Linked DNA regions of Mus musculus: region 2 is linked to region 1. Evidence: chromatin contacts called from public Hi-C data. All regions are on one chromosome and are shown on one strand. The core of a region is the stretch at or near the end of the contact, and the rest is flanking DNA. Distances in the headings are between cores, read along the strand shown.

Region 1 (3,134 bases), core at 337-2,836:
GTGTGTAGATGTGTGCATGTGTATGTATGAGTATATATGGGAATGAGTGTGCTTGTACATGTTTGTTCATGTGTGTACGTGGGGCGGCATGAATGTGTTTGTGTGTGTGCATAGACAAGTTTATGTGTGTTGTGGCCACAATATGCATGTACACAACATAAGGCCTACTGTGGGAGACTGTTTAAGGTGAGATGCAGGGAAAGTGCTAAAACACTTACAGTTAGCAAGTTTGGCTGGAGGAATTTTTTGAGCACACAAATTTCTCTCTGTACTTAGAAACACTTTTCTCTGTGGTAGGGGGGGTCTGTGTTTCCTAGGGTCTCATCTGAGGTAGTGTTCTACCCTCCCACAGATGAGACACTATCCTCTTTGATGAGATTGTGTCAAAGGGACAGCTCCCAGATCTGGGAGAAAGACATTCCTAGGCTGTAAAACCATAACAAAGCTTTTTAAAGCAGCTGCTCTCAACGGAAAGCAGAGAAAGAATGTACAATTCCTACAGTCCCAGGTTTTCTTAATAAGTACTTTAGAGACATCAGATGGCCAAGGTCAAAAAGCTATCAGAAATCCAGCCACAATGAGGAAAACAAGGGTACTTCCAACTTAAGTCCTGGTTGGTACTAATGCACGTCTGCACGCTAGTTCACGGAAGTATCCATTCTGTACATTTATTTCAACCTTAGACAAGTCTTCTCTTCTCACCTCTCATACCTAGAACACTAGGAAGTCATGTTCAGGGAACAGTGCAGCTGCATAAGAATTCCTTGCCCCGTGGTGTCCGCCTCCAGGTGCTTATCATGTGACCTACACCATAGGCTTCTAGGCAAAACTGGCCGGTTTATTCTACCACTTGGAACTTTGGTAAATGGGCACAAAACCCTCACAAGGAATCCACTGTATAAAGAGTGATGTCTCACCTAACACAAAAACAGCTCAATCATTGGCAACTACAGCTAGCTGGTTGTGGTTAGACATTTATTTTAACCAGCTCTCACCTGTGTGGCATTATGAAGAACATAGTATACTACTGAAGACATCAATATTGAGACACGAAGAAATGGGAGAAAATTGGTCACAGGAAGGATAGCTTAAGTCTATGGAAACTATAGATAGCAGAAGGAACTGTGGAAGAAGTAGCGAGTGCATCTGAATGCCATATATTTCACATGACTGCCTGCCCAACTTCCCCAATCCCTGTCCCTTCATCTTCAAACAGTTTCCCACCCGAATCTCACATCTTTGTAATATTTAGGATATGTATGTAATGCAGTTTTAAACATTTACGGTCCTTTATGTGGGACTTCTATTTCTCACATTTATTGCTTGTAGCATTTTACCCAGAGAAAAGCCCACGGGGGACCTAACTGCCTTGTCAGGAATCCTGTGTATCCCACCCCATTTGTTTGTATCTTAGTGGCTCTATAAAGTTTTGGAGATTTGGACTCTGCCCTCAAACTGTTCTCAGAAGTGGTCCGTTTCATCATCCAATGAGCTCTGCCTGTTTGTTGATGTGACGCGCCTGTGGACAGAAGCCAGGCGCCTATAGTAGCAATCCTGGAGAAAATTGAAGCAGCTGTGGCCATGTAATTTAAAACCTCAGCAGAGTGTTCTGTGCTCCACGCACAGCATTAGTGCAACATGAGGGCTGGATGCAGCTGGCTCTCGGGAGGACGTCCTCGCCTGCTGCAGGACAGAGAAGACTGAGACTGGGAGGCAAACCTGGGTGCAGCCGGAAAGGTCCAGATAGATGAGCTTGTGGCATCCGTTCCCCAAGTTCAGGTACTGTAAGCCTTTGTCGGTGAACTTTCGGCAGTAAGCCAGACTGAGGTTCTGTAAGTTGTGGAAGTACCTGGGGCGATGGGGCAGAGAGGGGAGGAAGGAGAGTCAAATACTTAGCTTTTCTCAAGTCTTTCTTGAGCCACTATGACAAAGAGACCGAAAGCTGTATTCATCGTGCACTCTGCTTGCAGATGTTCGGCAGTTTTACAGCTGCAGTCTCTCTTGCTGTTACGTGAAGGGGGTGTCAGTGATAGAGAAGATAATGCATGGCTGCATGTCAAAGGGAAAGAAAGGCTATCTGGGAGGATTCCATGAAACTTGATGGGGTAACACTTTTCTTGGCTGGAGGGTGGGTGGAGTCTTGCATGCATATTATTTGAAAGTCTGTTGCTGAAACCCAAGTTAGAGTTTACTCTCTAGTTTTTAGCTCTTACCTTTGCCAAACTACTACATGAACTGTTGAGAAAGATAAACATTTCATAAGCATTTTATGGAAAGTAGCTGTTCCATCATGGTGAGGAATCAGGGCAGAAAGAAGACAAAACCTTACGCAGCAAGCTAAGTGGGCAACACTTGAGACAAATAAAAAATGGGTCTGATTAAAAAAATGATTTAAAAGCCAGAGATTTCAACGTGCATGGCTTTGTGAGTAATGATGTCCTTAGGATAATTAAAAATAACGGTTCAGACTGATATGTACTCAGGAGTTAAACATAGGCTAAGAACATCGAGTAGCTAAGTGGGCAACACTTGAGACAAATAAAAATTACACAGGAGGCTGTCAATCTCACTGGAGTTGGAACAGGAAAGATGCCATTACCACAATGACCAAAATGAGAGCTTCCAGAAGAAAGGGGACCGGGCGGGCATGGGTTGGTTTAGGATGTGTCTGTTCCACCACGTAAGGGCTGGCATTTTCAGGACACTCTGTGGACAAGCTTCTAAGCCCTCCTCAGCATGGCATTCTTTAAAAATGTAAGGATTCTTGCTGCCTCCTTGTGCAATAACTACCAATACGCTCTTAGTCTGGAGTCTGCAACAGCTTAGCGGCCATCGAGTACTCTAGAAGGAGGCAGAGAATGCCCCTCCACCTCTCCTGATGCTTGCAAAGCAAGTTTATCTTAACATAAATGTGAAATAAGATATGCAACCCTTGCCCATAGGTTAGATTTAGCCCTAAAATCAAAACTCAAGTCTATATGATTTAATGGCTCTATTCCGAGGTGAGTTACTGATTGAGAACACACGTTCCCCTCTGGGAATAGCTGTGTGCATGAGATTCCACAGAAGAGCCAAAGCAGCTTTTGGACCACAGTGGCAGTGGGCTGGACCTGGAAAGAGAGAACTCGCTAACA
Region 2 (3,134 bases), core at 266-2,765, 43 kb after region 1:
AATATCTTCTGTATATTAGATAAGGCTAGAGTTACATTTCAAGGGAGGAATGTTTTCTTTGTTTTGGTTTGGTTTGTTTGTTTTTGTTTTTTGTTTTTTTGTTTTTTCGAGACAGGGTTTCTCTGTATAGCCCTGGCTGTCCTGGAACTCACTCTGTAGACCAGGCTGGCCTCGAACTCAGAAATCTGCCTGCCTCTGCCTCCCAAATGCTGGGATTAAAGGCGTGCGTCACCACTGCCCGGCTTCCTCAGACTCTTATAAACATAAATCTGGGAATTTTTTTAAAGCTGCATCATAAACTATATTCTTACAGTGAATTAAACAAAGTACTAGGTGGAACTCTATAATGTAGTCTCTGTTCATAGTTCTTTACAATATTTTATTACTATTGAGCTGCAAACTCTGTAGAAAGTTTTATATAAACCACTTGAAAATATGATCATGTGATAGTTCAAACTGATAGCTACAGAAAGATAGCAAAAAGATGAGCATGCTTGTTTTCTGCATGAAGGAAGTATTCTGGAAGAAAGCTAGTGATCTTTCTCTAAATAGTAGCTAAAACACAGAACTCATTTAATAATTGCTAAGATGAACTGCATTTTCCTAAAGTTATGATATTCTTAGGAAAGCTCAATAAACCCATCTGGTTTCCATCTCTGGATAAGTAGCAGATTGGGAAAAAATATTCTTGATACAAAACATCAATAAATACTAAAACAAATTTTAAACATAACTTGAATTTTTTTTTAAGTAAAGAAAGTTTATAAATCCAGACTGACAAGCACTCCTGGTACAAGTGTCTGGAAGGCAATAGGGATGGTTTCATGACAAATGAGCTCTGTAAGCCTATGCAGACACAGGAGACAGTCACCACACTTATCCAACAGAGGCACATACTACACATTATAATGCCGTTGGAATAAAAATAAACCCTCCCCCAAAGAACTGGTAAGCAAAGACCAGCTGCCATGCCTGCTTTAACTGTTTATGGAATCCACCTGAAATCTATGATCTTTGCAGCTGGATTTGATATATTAGCATGAAACATGGTTCCAAATTGAAAATAACCCCTGGGACATTGGTCAGAAATAAATCATTTTCTCTAAAGAGACACAAACTGGAGCCAAGCATTACAGAACTGCCACAAATTAAGCCCAAATAAAACTAAAGGCTAACCAACACGAGGAGAAAATCCAGTAAGCGTAAACAGAAATGAAAACATCACTGGTCAGACTGTGATCATAAAACTCCTAAGTTTTAAGTTTAAGGTAATCAATACAAGGAAGACAGCATTCTTGAGAAAGATACTGTCAAAAAAGACTAAAATCTAAAATTAAATAGGAGTAAGAGAGAAAGTGCACACACACACACACACTTTCCGAAGAATATTGAAATCCCCAAAGGGGTGGAGGATACAAATAGTTCATGATGAGCAAAGAATCTAACCAGTACATAGCTACCCACACTAACCTTGTAAAACAGTAGTGTGACTAAAGCATTAGAGGAGAGACTGCTCAACAGTTAAGAATGCTTTGCTGAGCCTGAGGACCCAATTTGGGTGGCTTACAACTGCGGGTAACATCCACTCCAGGGGACCCACTGCCCTCTGCTGGCCTCTTCAGCACCTGCACTCTCAAATTTTAAAGAGACTAAACACTAGATGATAATAACCTAAGAATGGAGAGAGCAATCACGACTAAACTATTCTAAATTCGGTTTTCGCTCAGGAAGAAAACTATACCTATTCGTTCACATTGTTATTGCCTAAAAAGTGTGCATGTTGTGCTGGCTTCGGGTTAAGCAATACAAAGAAGTATAGTTCTTGAGTGAGGAGGATCTAAAAACTCAGGAAGCACTCCACACTTCTCAAACTGCCTTCTGAATATTTATATTTACACTCATCGACAAATGCTACTTGCAGGGGGTGTTTTTGTGCACTGTGTATTCAAATGCTAATATCTGCACCCAGAGACCTGGATGCAGCCAGGACTTGCTATAATATTAATTTACATATATGTATAATTAGATATTTTCTTTATTTACATTTCAAATGTTATCCCCTTTCCTAGTTTCCCCTCCGAAAACCCCCTCCCCCCTCCCCGTGCTCCCCAACCCACCCACTCCCATTCCTGGTCCTGGCATTCCCCTATACTGAGGCATAGAACCTTTACAGGACTTGTCCTCTCATTGATGGCCGACTAGGCCATCCTCTGCTACATATACAGCTAGAGCCACAAGTTCCACCATGTGTTTTCTTTGATTGGTGCTTTAGTCCCAAGGAGCTCTGGGGGTACTGGTTAGTTCATATGGTTGTTTCTCCTATGGGGCTGCAGACCCCTTCAGCTCTTTGGCTACTTTCTCTAGCTCCTTCATTGGCTATTGTCCTTATTAAGAAGTATTTCCTGACTCGGTTTTTGTTTTGTTTTTTTTGTAAAACATTGTTCTTCATCGTCTTCTGATTGGTCAATAAAGAGCTGATCAGCCTATAGCTGACAGGAGAGAAGGCGGGACTTCCGTGCCTTGAAACAGGCTGAGGTTCTTGGAGACCAGGGAGTCTACCAGAAGACAGCGAAGCCAAAGTGAGAGGAAGACTGCATGTAACCCCTCGTGGCTCAGGAAGTAGGCCTGGGCAACATAGTCGGGTTAGAATAGATCAGAATCTGCCCAGCTGTAGTGCTTGAAGCCTTTAATAACTATCAAGGTGTCCATGTCATTATTCAGGAACAAGGGCAGGTATAGAAAAGCCGGAACTTTTACAGCTACTCTTGGCCTTAATGAGAGAATACTTTCTAGTGGACACTGGTGAGCACAGAGATTTCAAAACGATGAGAATATGTGATGGCGGAGGGCCTATCCCTAATCAGTGTATTTATACCACGCTCTCAGAGGATGCAGCAGAAGAGAGGCAGGAAGAATGCAAGAGCGGCAAGATACGGAAGGGCGATGGATAACTAACTCCATCTGGGCAGGACACGGACTCTCAGCAGCTGCAGATGTCTGTGCGGGGTCTGCACAAAAAAACGGGCCTGTCAACACCTAGGCATGGGCGGAACAGCTCAGGCGCCTCCAGTCACCGCTGAAGTATTTGCTACTGATACACTCAGGGAGAGGGACAGCCATGCTCTTCAGTTGTG

What was found. A called contact is a pair of places that touch in the nucleus more often than the background predicts.
Region 2: a contact with region 1 is called in a Hi-C map of the MNK3 cell line, with 5 times the contacts expected there. The contact joins the enhancer-like site here to the promoter of Lrrc17 in region 1. A contact is called at or near these places in 10 of 39 promoter capture datasets (the 3T3-L1 cell line, 3T3-L1-derived adipocytes, the C10 cell line and 6 more), 1 of 15 datasets of contacts at CTCF or cohesin (pro-B cells), 13 of 484 Hi-C or Micro-C datasets (B cells, the C2C12 cell line, the MNK3 cell line and 6 more), 2 of 115 datasets of contacts at active chromatin or transcription factors (double positive thymocytes and embryonic stem cells) and 3 of 9 other capture datasets (adipose tissue, macrophages and pancreatic islet).

Annotation. Positions count from the first base shown.
Region 1 is chr5:21,541,941-21,545,074 of GRCm38.p6, forward strand. It overlaps Lrrc17 (leucine rich repeat containing 17), which reads left to right and starts at 1,587. Exons shown (of 4, transcript NM_028977.1): 1 at 1,587-1,779. Fbxl13 (F-box and leucine-rich repeat protein 13) reads right to left here. Exons shown (of 21, transcript NM_001199632.1): 12 at 1,720-1,849.
Region 2 is chr5:21,585,391-21,588,524 of GRCm38.p6, forward strand. All of the region lies in intron 7 of Fbxl13 (F-box and leucine-rich repeat protein 13), which reads right to left. Among named protein-coding and RNA genes, the nearest start is that of Lrrc17, 43 kb to the left of the region's middle. Within about 2 kb of position 1,516, at least 40 of the 459 cell types and tissues checked have an H3K27ac peak or open chromatin away from gene starts, as enhancers often do. A contact at or near this core is called in the C2C12 cell line, the MNK3 cell line and bone marrow-derived macrophages, where this site is marked.